Regions from separate parts of the Ovis aries genome. Here region 2 is linked to region 1. The links are chromatin contacts, called in public Hi-C maps. All regions are on one chromosome and are shown on one strand. The core of a region is the stretch at or near the end of the contact, and the rest is flanking DNA. Distances in the headings are between cores, read along the strand shown. Region 1 overlaps PTPRG (protein tyrosine phosphatase receptor type G). Region 2 holds the start of PTPRG (protein tyrosine phosphatase receptor type G).

What was found. Hi-C and Micro-C count contacts between places; a contact is called where the count stands out from the background.
Region 2: a contact with region 1 is called in a Hi-C map of muscle, with 7 times the contacts expected there. The contact joins the promoter of PTPRG here to the enhancer-like site in region 1. A contact is called at or near these places in 4 of 16 Hi-C or Micro-C datasets (hypothalamus, muscle, omental adipose tissue and 1 more).

The regions. Positions count from the first base shown.
Region 1 is chr19:39,625,893-39,631,899 of ARS-UI_Ramb_v3.0, forward strand. All of the region lies in intron 2 of PTPRG (protein tyrosine phosphatase receptor type G), which reads right to left. Among named protein-coding and RNA genes, the nearest start is that of TRNAE-UUC, 11 kb to the left of the region's middle. Within about 2 kb of position 3,344, at least 6 of the 54 cell types and tissues checked have an H3K27ac peak or open chromatin away from gene starts, as enhancers often do.
Region 2 is chr19:39,925,533-39,931,864 of ARS-UI_Ramb_v3.0, forward strand. PTPRG (protein tyrosine phosphatase receptor type G) reads right to left here and starts at 5,005. Exons shown (of 29, transcript XM_060402273.1): 1 at 4,207-5,005. The coding sequence starts at 4,291.

The DNA of each region.
Region 1 (6,007 bases), core at 2,094-4,593:
ACACACACACACGTATAATACATAGTACACTAGTACAGTCCTCCTAGTAGGGCAACTAAGAAACACACACACACACACACACACACACACAGAGCAATTTAGTTTTTAAACTGTTATCCAAGGTTCTGGCCCCATCTTCTACTCTCTGTACAGCATGCTTGGAAGAAAATCCACCAAGACTGACCCTCAAGAAAGGTCAAAATAATCCTCAGGACAGTCCTTTGGAACTGACCAGAACAAGAGAAAGTCAGAACTCTTGGAAAAGCACAGTGGACAACATGTAAAATGCTCCTTTTCAAAGGTTATTTTTTAGGAAATGGTGGCGGCAGAGAGAGAAAACAGAATATTTAGTAGTTTCTTTTAAAAATCTTAGAAAGAAGGCTGTTAACACAGATGCTTTTGTTAAACTCTCTAAAATCGAGTCCCAAAATCATCAGAAAAGTTCCCGTCAACCAAGAGTATAGCCTCAATTATGTCAGTACCACATTCACTACCAAGTGTTATTTAACAAACTACCTGAAAACTTCCTAACTTCAAAGCACTAACATTTATTACCTCACCATTTCTGAGGGTCATCCTATCTACATAATCACAATCATAAAATAGGAGACAATCAAGTGGCTCCAATTTAAAATTATTATTTCTTAACCATACTTTCTAATATTTTTACTTTCAAAATTATGCCATCAAAGGACAAAAGAAAAGAATAAATTGAGCATGCTAGCTCTACCAGAATCCCAATCAGAACATTTGTTTTCTATCATTTTAAATAAAGAATCACAGATCCATCAAAAAGAGCCTAATAATTCCAAACCACTTAACGCCAGTTCTCAGTCATTTAAAAACTCAAATGTGTTACATGCACTTCATCTTAGTCTAATTCTTTGAAAGTGTTTATTTCAAACAAGCAGTTCCCCAGCTATGCAAGTAAACAAGTATTATATGTGAAAACTGAATTTTGATAACATAAGCTATAAAATATATTTGTCAAGGTATTCAATGGCAGCAGATAGTATGTTTTCTGGACACCGAGCATCTGTCTTCTCTGCCTTTTGCTCAAAGTAGATGGATTTCCTTCTGCTTTAACTTTTTTTCCCCCAGCTAGGTCTTCTCTTGATGGACCATGCAAGCAGGATATACACCTCCTACACTAGGCCCATCATGTAACCAATGTCTTTTAGACACAGACATTGCGAGTAAGTCTAGAGCAGATTCATCCCCCCAAATAATTACTTTTTGAGGGACTTTTTCACCTTGCCAGAATTTTCACCAGGTCCCCTACCTTTCTGCAATAAAGCCCATCTTTAAGTTTAGCCAGAGTAGACTTCTGTTGCTTGCAATACTGACCGATGCAGCCCAAGTTAATTTTCTGTTATCTGTGGACACAGTGGCGGCAGCATGGAGCAGATGGGCAGCAGCCAGGGCACTGCACTCACTGAGCAGCAGAAAGAGCGAGAGGAACCGTCTGCGCTGTGAAAAGCCCACCTAACATGGACCTGAGCTCACAGATGCTGTCCACTCTTAAGAAACCTAGCGGCAGTCACCCATGGGCGCTTCCATTATCAGGCATCTTACAGGGAAGCAAAACCGAGATCCACTTTTAAATGCATCCTATTTCACACAAAGGCACATTTCACTTTGCAAACAGTCCCCCCAAATTGCTGAAAGGTGGTGGTCTCGTTTTTGCAGTGTTTACTTAAATTTTAAATGTGCCTCCCCCCAAAAATAGCACATGTGTATAAGGGGGAAGGGTAGACAGATGTTCAGTCAATTTTCTTTCTTAATGTCAATAAAATAGAAACAATGTAAACATCAAGCAATGGATAAGCAAATAAACCACGAGGAAACAGCCACAGTAAGGAAATACCTATGGAGCAGTATAAAACATGAAGCAAACAAATATGAACCAATGTGGACAAAAATGAAAGGCACAAACAGGGGGGAAAGATTTTAAAAGCGTAATATTTACACAACCATACACAGAATCATACAGATTACACCTGCCACAGCTAAAAGAAAAAAAGATATTAAATATTTCCCAAAGAGATATGAAGACATTCAAATAACACATTAAAAGCAAAACAGCAGTATTTACAAAACTGATAGCTTTTCAGAGGAAGGACAAAAAGGGAGGCCTGGAATTAGGGAAAGAATCAAGCAATGAAGTATGTGCAAATCATTTCCATTCTTGTCAGTAGTATATAACCATGTGTTGCTTACAACAATTAAAAATAATCAGAAAAGTATAGTAATCTGAAAAAGCTCAATTCAGCTATCAGAACTTTGCAGAAACAGACTCAAAATGTAAAAGGAGTTTCAACCACTATGGAAAGATAACTCTAGGCATGAAGACTTGGGGTTAGATAGTTAAGTAACCCCAATACTTCTGGAGTTGTCACGGGTATACCTTGCTGTTGCTGTTGAGCTGCTAAGGTGTGTCTGACTCTGTGATCCCCGTGGACTATAAGCCACCAGGCTCCTCTGTCCATAGGATTTCCTAGGCAAGAATACTGGAGCGGATTGTCATGTCCTCCTTCAGGGGATCTTCCCAAACCAGGGATCGAACCATGTCACCTGCATTGTAGGTGTATTCTTTACTGCTGAGCCACCAGGGAAGCCTGAGTATACCAACCATATGTTTCATGCAGAGTTTTGGCCACTGTATCTTCGTTAAAAAAAAAAAAATTCAGTGTCTAAACACAGTCGTTTTTTTCTTTGCTTAATGTGTAAATGTCCCTCACACATCATGGCCTCCTATTGCATCGAGTTCATTCATTCTTTTCAATAACAATAAGCAGCTTCTGGGCATTAGGAAAGTCACAGCAAATTGTGTTCTCATCAGTTATGCTACAGCGTCCTGTTCTATTTCAAATCCATTTTCCAGGGAAAGCTTTCAAATAGTTTAAATCATACCACACTCCTTTCCCTCAACTACCCCTATCTTTTTGCTGCATTTCCAGTTAATAAAATAAGGCTCTGGAAAAATATTCATGGATTTCTCATGCAGCAGGTTCCAATACTTTATTCAGGTAAGAAATGTATAAACTGAACCGTCCACCATTATGCTGATTTGAAAGCACTAATTGTGGCAGTGGTTTTCTAAAGAATGTTATCTATTTCCATCCTGTACAAATTTAGGAGAAACTGTGGTTTCCTGTTCCAGGGTGTTGTCCAAAAACCACTCTACAGAAGTCTGCAAAAATAATCCTTGGCGTTTTTTGTTTCAAGAGGAATACTTGGAGTGTTTCCCACTGAGAAAGGAAATGGGCTTGTCCCGACTGCAAAAGGTCCCCATGTACTCCAAAGACTCCAAGAACAAACATAATTTTTAATTGAACAATACTTAATGGAGTTGCTTGTTCACAAGCTCTCTGGTGGGGGGTGGGTGGCGGTGGTGCTGTGCTGTGATGTCAGATAAGCTTTCTGCTGATCGCCAGCGGGTGGATCTGTTATGTGTATACGCGTGCTCACTTGCTTCACTCATGTCCAACTCTTTGCAACCCTATGAACTGTAGCTCGCCAGGTTCCTCTGTCCATGTGTTCTCCAGGCAAGAATACTGGAGTGGGCTACCATGCCCTCCTCCAGGGGAATCTTTCAGATCCAGGGATCGAACCCACATCTCCTGTATTGCAGGAGGGTTCTTTACCACTGAGCCACTGGGGAAGCCCTATTATCTGTTATGAGACTTCCCTAAATGTCAGTTTCCTCATCTTGGTTTTAAGATAATTATTACAGCTGCCTCTTTAGAAGATTTATTGCTAAAGGTTAAAATGAATGCCTTGAGCTGAGCAGAATGCCTGGCACACACTATGGCATGATGATGGTTTTATAACACACACACACACACTTTTTTTCCCATAAATAGAATATTAGATTGAGTATAAAACAACCCAAGAAAGAGAATACTGAGCTATTTAGGGAAGGGTGTTACTTTGCATTCCATATTCATTATAGCAATGACTTCAACTTAACAAAACTTATGAGAAAAGTGGTCTGAAATAACAAATCGAATATGAAAAGACAAAATAATTTTTCAAGACATTAGTTGTTATAAAAGGGATATTAAAAATACACTGAAGTATCACCTCACTTTCAAAAGACCTTCCTTAACTTGAAAAGGTAAAAAATTGCAAACATTTCTCAGCCTCTTCCTCACTTGACTCACTGAAGGCCAAGTTTCCCAAAGGAGGCATTTCAGGGTCGAAAGGAGCAGGTGGGAGATCAGGTACACAAACTGTTTTCCCTGGATCAAGGACCTTCAGCGCTCTCCCAGCATCCAAGGTATAACCTCCTGAAAAGAGGGCACGGACTGCAGAAAGGATGGTGACTCTGCCCCACCAGAGGTCACAACCACTGCCAGCCAATTCACATCCCCTCCAGGATGAAGGGCAGCACCCACAGGGAAGTTTTCACCTCTGCTCCAAGGAGGCTTTTCCCTGCCAGCCCCATCCCCAGACAGGTTCTCAGGCACTCACTCTACAGCCAAAGTAAAGGGGCTATGAGCATTTCACAGTATGTCCCAGCCATGGCTGGGAACTAGGAAGGACTCCGTGACCCTTCCACATGGTGAAGCACTTAGAAAACTGGAGCAGCAAACCCTCATCTGTCCTGTCTATTTACAGCTCATGGGAGGATTGGAGAGCGGGGAGGACAGGGAGACGGAAAGCCCTATTTACAGTTCACTGGTTGGGGGAACAGGGGACAGAGAGATGCAAAGCATCTTGCAAACACTTATATAGTTGCAGAAGAAAACAAGGGGGGAAAATAGAGCTGGATACAAAGGAAAGCTCTATATATAGAATGCAATTATGTAAGAGTTTAACCAGGGAAGCAGAATCAGAAATTCATCCTGCACAGAAGACAAGGCTGCCTTGGCCGGTTTCTCCATCTCCCCCAGAACAGGAAGTCCCCATGAATACTTGGCTGTCTGACCAGCACATATTTAAGAAGAATTTTTTTTTTTTACCTTTTACATCACTCACGTGCTTTGTCCTGAATTTTAGCACAAGGAACATACTTCATATAACTCATTCAACCTTTCATACTTTTTTTTTTTTGCTTAAAATATGAACAGCATGGAATCCCCTGAAGAGTATTATCCAAGAGTGCTTTCAATAAGGACAGCAATGCTCGGTGTCTCCACCATCCAATACAGTAGGCACATGTGCCTACTCAGTGCTTGGAAGTGGCAAGTGAGACAAGTGTAGCAAAGTATCACAAAGTAGGTGGTCTTACTGCACATTAAGCATATATACAGACTCTAGAAAAATGATACAGATGAATCTGTTTGCAGAGCTGGAACAGAGATGCAGAGGTAGAAAGAAAGCCGTGGACATGTGAACACAGAGGGAGAAGTGGGGCATGGGAAAAATGGAAAAGTAGCAGTGACATATATCCACTACCACCTGTGAACAGATGCCGAGCGGGAGGCGGCCATACAGCACAGGCAGCTCACCTCCACCTCCGCGATGACTTGAACGGGTTGGGAGAGGAGGCATGTATGCAGACCTACAGCTGATTCACTGTGTTGTACAGCAGAAACAAAGGGCAACACTGTAAAGCAATCATGATCCAACAACAACAACAAAAAGTAGTTGGCTTAAAAAACTAAAATTCACTGCCTCAGGATTCTGGAAGCTAGAAGTCTGAAATCAAGGAGCAAACAGGGTGGATTCCTCATGAGGTCTGTGAGGAGAAGCTCTCCCAGGCACCTCTCCTAGCTCCCAGTGGTGTGTAGGCCATCTTCAGTGTTGCTTGCCTTGTAGAAGCAGCAGCCTAATTTCTGCCTTCAAGTTCACGTGCATTCTCGCTATGTATCCATTTGTGTCCAAACCCCTCTTTTTTATAAGGAAGCTAGTCACACTGTACTAAGGGCTATCCTGTTCTATTATAATCTCATTTTAACTAATTACACCTGCAATGACTATTGCAAATAAGTACATTCGAGGTGTTAAGTAGGACCCCAACACATAAATCTGGAGAGAATGCAATCCAAACCAAAAGTCT
Region 2 (6,332 bases), core at 3,755-6,254, 300 kb after region 1:
TGTCCTGCATGCTATAACTAAAATGTTGAATGTTATATATTCAGGTTTTCTTTTTTAATTTTACCATAAAAGAAAATAGGAAAAGCAACAAAGCACCAGCAACATTTAATTTCTTTCCTCACCCTAGGTCTGGCTGACGTGTCCAAATTGTCCTTGTGATCCAGAAGTTTCTAGGAAAATGAGGAGGAAAAGTAAGGAAGTAGGAGGAGATCTCTAACAGCAATTGCTCTGGGGCATCTTAAATGCTCTTTCATGAGAGGCGAGAAGGTTCATTTCAATTAGTGCACTGATATGTAACTGATTATACCACATAAACTTGGGAGTTTTTCAGAACAGAAATAGAAAGATGAAATCAGAAAGGGTTTTTGTTTTATTTAGCTGTGCTAAAATATCAGCATTCCCTGTACTGCCTCATCTAAACAACATTATCTTTTATTCTGTGAAAATGGGTCCATAATTAAGGGGAATTGCCCAGAGCTTCACAATTGGTTAGTTTTTTTTTCTCATTTCAGCCAACCTTCCCAATAACCCTTCTGCCTCCCCCAAGAGCAACTTCCCTACTTCTTTCTGTCATGTCTATTTGTACTAATCCTCCAACTTCATCAACTCTGTGACATGAACACGGTTTAGAAGCAAACAAAAGAGTTTATTCCATCACGGCATCAAAGGGACCCAGTTTCAAGACTAGACAAAGATCCTTCGTTTTCAAACAAGACACTTTAGGAAAGGAGTTGGAGGTGCGTGACTTCTCACTCCATCCCTCAAGAGTAAGACTGCTGACTTATATTACTTATGTGTCTTTCTAATAAGGTCATGAAGGATGGCCACCAGGACCAAAGCATGTACATGCAAATATACCAAGAGCCAGCTCAGAGGGAGACTCTAGAGACATCAATCACAGGCCCTCTGATTCTGACACATCCAAGGTGCACAGCAGAGCTTATCCATCTAAAACATTTCCAATATCAGCCTCCTAGATGTAATTATCCTACAAAACATACCAGAATCATAGAGAAGGATTTCTCTCTGAGGGTGGAAAGAAAAATCAATTTAGAAGAAATTTTTTTGTAAGCTTCTTTTGAAAGCTTAAGAATATAAAATACACAAAATGTTAACCCTTCCAAGTAACAATGTATATGCTGTAAGATGAACTTAAATTCCCAATGATTAGACATATATACCAAATGCCTATATGAACTATGGATAAGATTTGAAATAATGGGGTTTTGGGGAGGTGGGTAATGGAAGAGCAAAAATTGAGTTGTAATTGTTACAGCTGGACAGAGGATTCTCAGGGGCCCCTTAAGTTTCTCCATTTTCATAAAATTTTCCATATCAGTATTTTTTTTAAGATGTCAGAAAACAAGATACTATGCACTACATCATGTAAATAACCCTTATGCTCCGCAAAGTGGAAAACATCACTTGAAACACTAAGGGTGATGCGGATCCCACAGCTCCCACACCGTTGTTTCCCCTCTTCTGGAGAAACACTCACGCCAGAACGATGTTTCCAAAACCTTTTCAAATCACAGCTACCCTGTATCCTGAACAGGAGCTGAGAACAAAACGTTATCAGAAAAGTTGGCGCGATTCTGAGAGGGAACACAAAATAACAAGGGATTTTGGTTAACATGTCACAAGGAGGACCCTAACTCAAACCAGAAGCATCTTTATCCCTGGTACCAACCAGACAAACGCTTTCCAGGTTTGAGGGGGGCGTCCCAAAGCGAACTCAGGTCCCCACCGCTCCTAGGCGGTTTAGAGCCACCCAGGAGCAGCAGGGCGGAGCTGAGACCGCGTCTCCGCTCCCAGGCGCGTCTGCAGCTGCCAGCCGAGCGCCCCAGCCCCATTCCCACCGCGGCCCCAACCGCACCGAGGCGGCCGAGTCCGACGGGCGGAGGTGGCGGGAGCCTGACAAGCGGCTCGGGGGCGCCCCCTGAGGTCCAGCGGCGTCGCGGCACTTTCGGAAACCCCAAAGCCGACGTCTCCGGCTCTGACATTTTAACTTTGGTTGCAAAGCCTGCCGCTGCACCCTCTCCGGCGGCACTCTTCCAAACCACAACCCTCCTTCCCCGGGCACCGCTGCCCTTTCCCTTTTAGACACCCTTTGACTCCCGGACTACGGAATGGGCTCTTTGTTTACCTCGCAGCGAGGGCAGGCATAGGAAATGTGGAAGACGAAAACTGTCCCAGCTCGAAACAGGCGGCATCACTGGCGGTCCAATTTTGGATTTTAGGCTTCCTCAGACATCAGGAAAAAGAAAAATCCCGCCTGGCCCACTGATTGTACACCCGAGTGTAAAGTAAACGCCAGAAGTGGAATCAGAAATTCCTTGTATTTCGCAAGGCTGCTAGGCTGCTCTCCGGCTGCTTCCCACTGCCCCCCTTTAAGCGTGACCCTTACAAAGCTAAGCCCCAGTGTGTGTGCGCCTGAGTCCACTCTGCCGGCAAGTCCAAGGCAAAGAAGAATCTAGAAGGGGCAAACAGTTAACACAAATGCTGAGGAGTGGTGGAGAGAATGTTTAGGAGTAAATGTCAAAACCGCCTCCAGCCCCCGGTGGAGGCAGGAGCCTGGTGGACAAACCCAGGCCTCGGGTCGAGTGTGGACACACGTCCTGGCTCCGCATCCGAGCTGGGATTCAGGACTGTTGCAGGAGTTCTGTGCGGTTCCAGGGACAGGAGGATGCGCAAAGGGAAAAGCGGGGTGCCGAAACAAGACCATGCTTTGCCTCTCTACCCCTCGAGGCACCCACTTGCCTGCAAAGGGGACCCTCGCTGCCAATCCCCGAGAGCAAGCAAGAGCGCCCGCACCCTGCTCCAGGGCGCACGACGCAGCTGGGGGACCCGCTGCACCAAAATCTGCGCTCGGGCCACCAGGGGACAGGCGGCTGTGACCAGCGGGAGCATAAACATGGGAGGGCACGTTCCTTTTTCCTGGATAACCCCCACCTCTGAATATCCAGGAGCTGGTGGATGAAAAGACAGAAAAACGGGGGCTTCCTTGTCCTTAGGAGAGCAAAGAATTAAAAATGAATGGTCCCCTTCTTCCCACCCTCTCCCCGACTAGGAGAGGGGACGTAGCCTCCACCAGGGAGAGGGGGGTCGGACAGATTCAAGGGAGCTCGAGGCTGCAGCCTGGTGTAAAGGGGGCTGCAAGAGGGAAGAGGGAGGCAGCTGGCCTCTGCCCTCCCCTAGCAGAAAGAAGGCGGCGGGTCGGCCGATGGAGGGCTGGAAGCGGAGGATCGCTGAGCCGCACACCCTGCGTGTGGTGATTTATTATCTTCATCAGTGGTCAACAGTGTTCCTATCTTAACCCGACCAGAAAGGTGAGGGTGTGGGTCCGCCAGCTGCTAACAGCCTGCAAAAAGGCAAAGATGCAGGTAGGCAGGGCGCGAGACAGAAAAAAAATCCGCCCGGGAGCGAACAGCAACCCAGCCGCCGACCCGCGCCCGCCCCCCACCCGAGCAGCCCAGCCAAGCAAAGGGGGCCGCGGGCCCGGGATGGGGGAGTCACGGATCTCCTTAAACCTCCTGCTCCCTGCTCTCCCACCGCGCCCAGGTCCCCGAGCCAGGAAGGTTCCCTCGCGCCGGCACCGAAGCGCAGCCCGCGCCCCAGCCCCGAGCTGAGGTCGTCCCTGACCCCCGAGACCCGAACGCAGGCTGCTCCAGACATCCCCAATCCTCCACGGCCAACCTCGAGCTTCCACTCCACGAACATCAGCCCCTCCAAAGAGTCGCGGAGCAACAAATCCAATCCCCCCTTCTGAGCTCCTTCAATCCTCGCCTGAGCGGGGAACGCACCCAGGGCCCCCACAAACCCACAGAGGCATCCTCCCCATAGCCCCACTGTCCCCAACAGCCTCAGAGCTCTAGCTCTCCTGCACAGCGGCGGAGCAGCGGAACGAGTCTTCTCCCGACTCCGGATCCCCCAGGCCCCCAAAGCCGAGCGAGAAATAGACCCCTGCGGCTCCCGTTCCTCTCCCCGGCCAGCTCTTTGCTTCCACCCTCCCCAACCACAAGCCTCCCTAAATTACGCCGCCAGAGTCAGCGGAGCGGATCCCTCTCTCCTCCCCGGGTGCTCGACCCCCACTTAACCCTCTCCGGGGTCCCTGGGACGGGCGCCTGAGCTCCATGCCCCGGCGGCAACTCCGCTTCCCCCTCGCGCGCTGGCCAGGGCCGCGTCCCCTCGGCGGTCAGCACTCACCGGGGAAGCACACGACATAATGGAGCACGGAACTGGTGATTTTCAGGAACAAAATCCACCAACACGGTTCCAGTAACCTCCGCATGTCCGAAAACGCACATCGAAAAGAGGAAGGCAGGGGGGGGTAAACTTGTTGAATAAGTTCTTGCCTCGGTGTGAGCCTCCGCTAAGCCCCGGCTCTTCGCCTGCTCGCCTGCTTTACGGGGCCCCCGCGCTCGGCCGCCCGAGTCCCCCTCTGGAATCTGGGAAGCCGCCGAGCGCCCCCCAGAAAATCTCAAAAAGTGGCCGAGAACGCGGAGCCACGCTGGGGACGATCCTCGGCGGAGAAGAGCTGCTTTATGTTCAAAAAGGAGCGAGTCGAGCGGGCAGGGCGAGGAGTCGGCGGGCGGCGGCGATGCCCGGAGCCCCGGGCAGGCAGAGACCGCCGGCGGCGGCGGCGAGTAGCCGAAGATCCCCAACTTGAGTCGGCAGCGGAGCCCGAGAGCCGGCGGGCGGCGGCGGGGCTGAGCGCGGCGCGGCGTCTCCGGGCTTCAGGCAGGCAGCTCCTTCCAGGGCCCAGGGAAGGAAGGAGGCATGTTTGCAAGCGGGGAAGGGGAGGGTAGAGGCGGGGGGAGAGCGAAGAGCCCCCAAAATAGAACAGCCGGAGGAAACCGAGGAAAACACAAAGGCTCTCAGAGGGGCGCAAGGGCGAGGGCGCCTTCAGTCCATGCTCCTGAAAGTTGTGGCTCTGGCGCGAGCTGGGGAGGATCGGGGAGCGCGGGGCTGGAAACTAGCCATGCCTCCATACAGGAAGTAACATGTGAGCATGGATCCTGGCAGAGACTTTAAAGCCGGCGAGCGAGCGAGCCGGGGACGCGCGGCGGCGGCGGTGGCGCGCGAGCAGTGGGCGCGCGGCGACCGCGGGGACGCGCAGCCGGGCTGCCGGTCGCGGGCGCGCGCGCCGCGAGCTCTTAAAGCTGCAGCGCGGGGCTCCCGCCTCGGGCGTCCCACAGCTAGGTTCTCCCCGCGCGCTGCTGAGCCGGCCGGGGCAGTTTCGGGACTGGGGACCCGCTCTGGTCGGGTCTCGGAGAGAGGGAGGAGGGCGACTGCTTTCGCGGGCTGGCGAGTCTTTGCCTGTTTCCCGTCTTTCGAGCTCTTAAAGACGCCACTGTTTGAGCGGGCTTGGCTCGGTCTCCCCCCGCCCCCGTCTGCGTTGCTCGCGGATGGCGAGAGTCGGGGGGACCCCGGCTCGGGTCTGAGGAGAGGAAGGGGCGGCCGGCTGCGTTTATAAGGCTGCAAGGTTTCATGCTGGGTTTCTTCGCACTGGCAGCGCCACGGCGGGGCGCGCCCTGCTCGTCCCCTGCTCGAGCCCCCAGCCCGATGAATTCCCCGCCAGGAAACAAAGCCGAGCGGCCTTTGCACTCCGGCTCCGCTTTGCGATTTAATTTTTTTCCCCCCTTTTCGGGCTTCCATTGGCCTTGTTCCCGGCTGGGGAGGGGTGGGGGAGGGGAGGAATACCGATCCTAGGCTTGCAAGATCCAGCCCTTTCGAGTCCCACGCCCCCTTTCCCCACGGCACGGCTGATCAGTGGCCGAGATTTCCCAACTCGCCGCTCCACGGGAGGAGGGAAGGTTCCCGCACTCCAGCCTGGTGGCGGGGAGGCCGCAGGAAGTGCGCCTCTTACCCCTCGCTGGGTGAAAGCTGCGCCCCGGGGCTGGACCGATTTCCTGGCAGCTACGCGGGGAGCGGCAACCTCTTTAGCAATCGTGGAGAGGCGTCCGAGGGAAATGGGAGAACAGGGCTTATCTGTAATGAGTTTTGTCCTTTAGTTCGTGGAGAGAAAGATCTTTATCGCTTAGACTTCTAAGCGCCCTATTTTCCCCTCTTAACGCCGGTGCTAAAGTGGGGGAGGCGGGCTTTTGATTAAACGTGTAACTGAGCCAAAGTAATTAGCCATTTGTAATTTTTGCCTAATTTTTTTGCCTCTGTTTAAACGCCATCTAGACTTGTTTTTAACTTGCCCCTGCTGCTTCAGCCCACCCCGCAGGGTCCCCCACCCAACCAAACAGCCCAGCCGGATGCTCGGTTTTCAAATGTACAGATGTTCCAGAGCCTCCCCCAAGATGTTATTAGGGAAGCACTTTCAC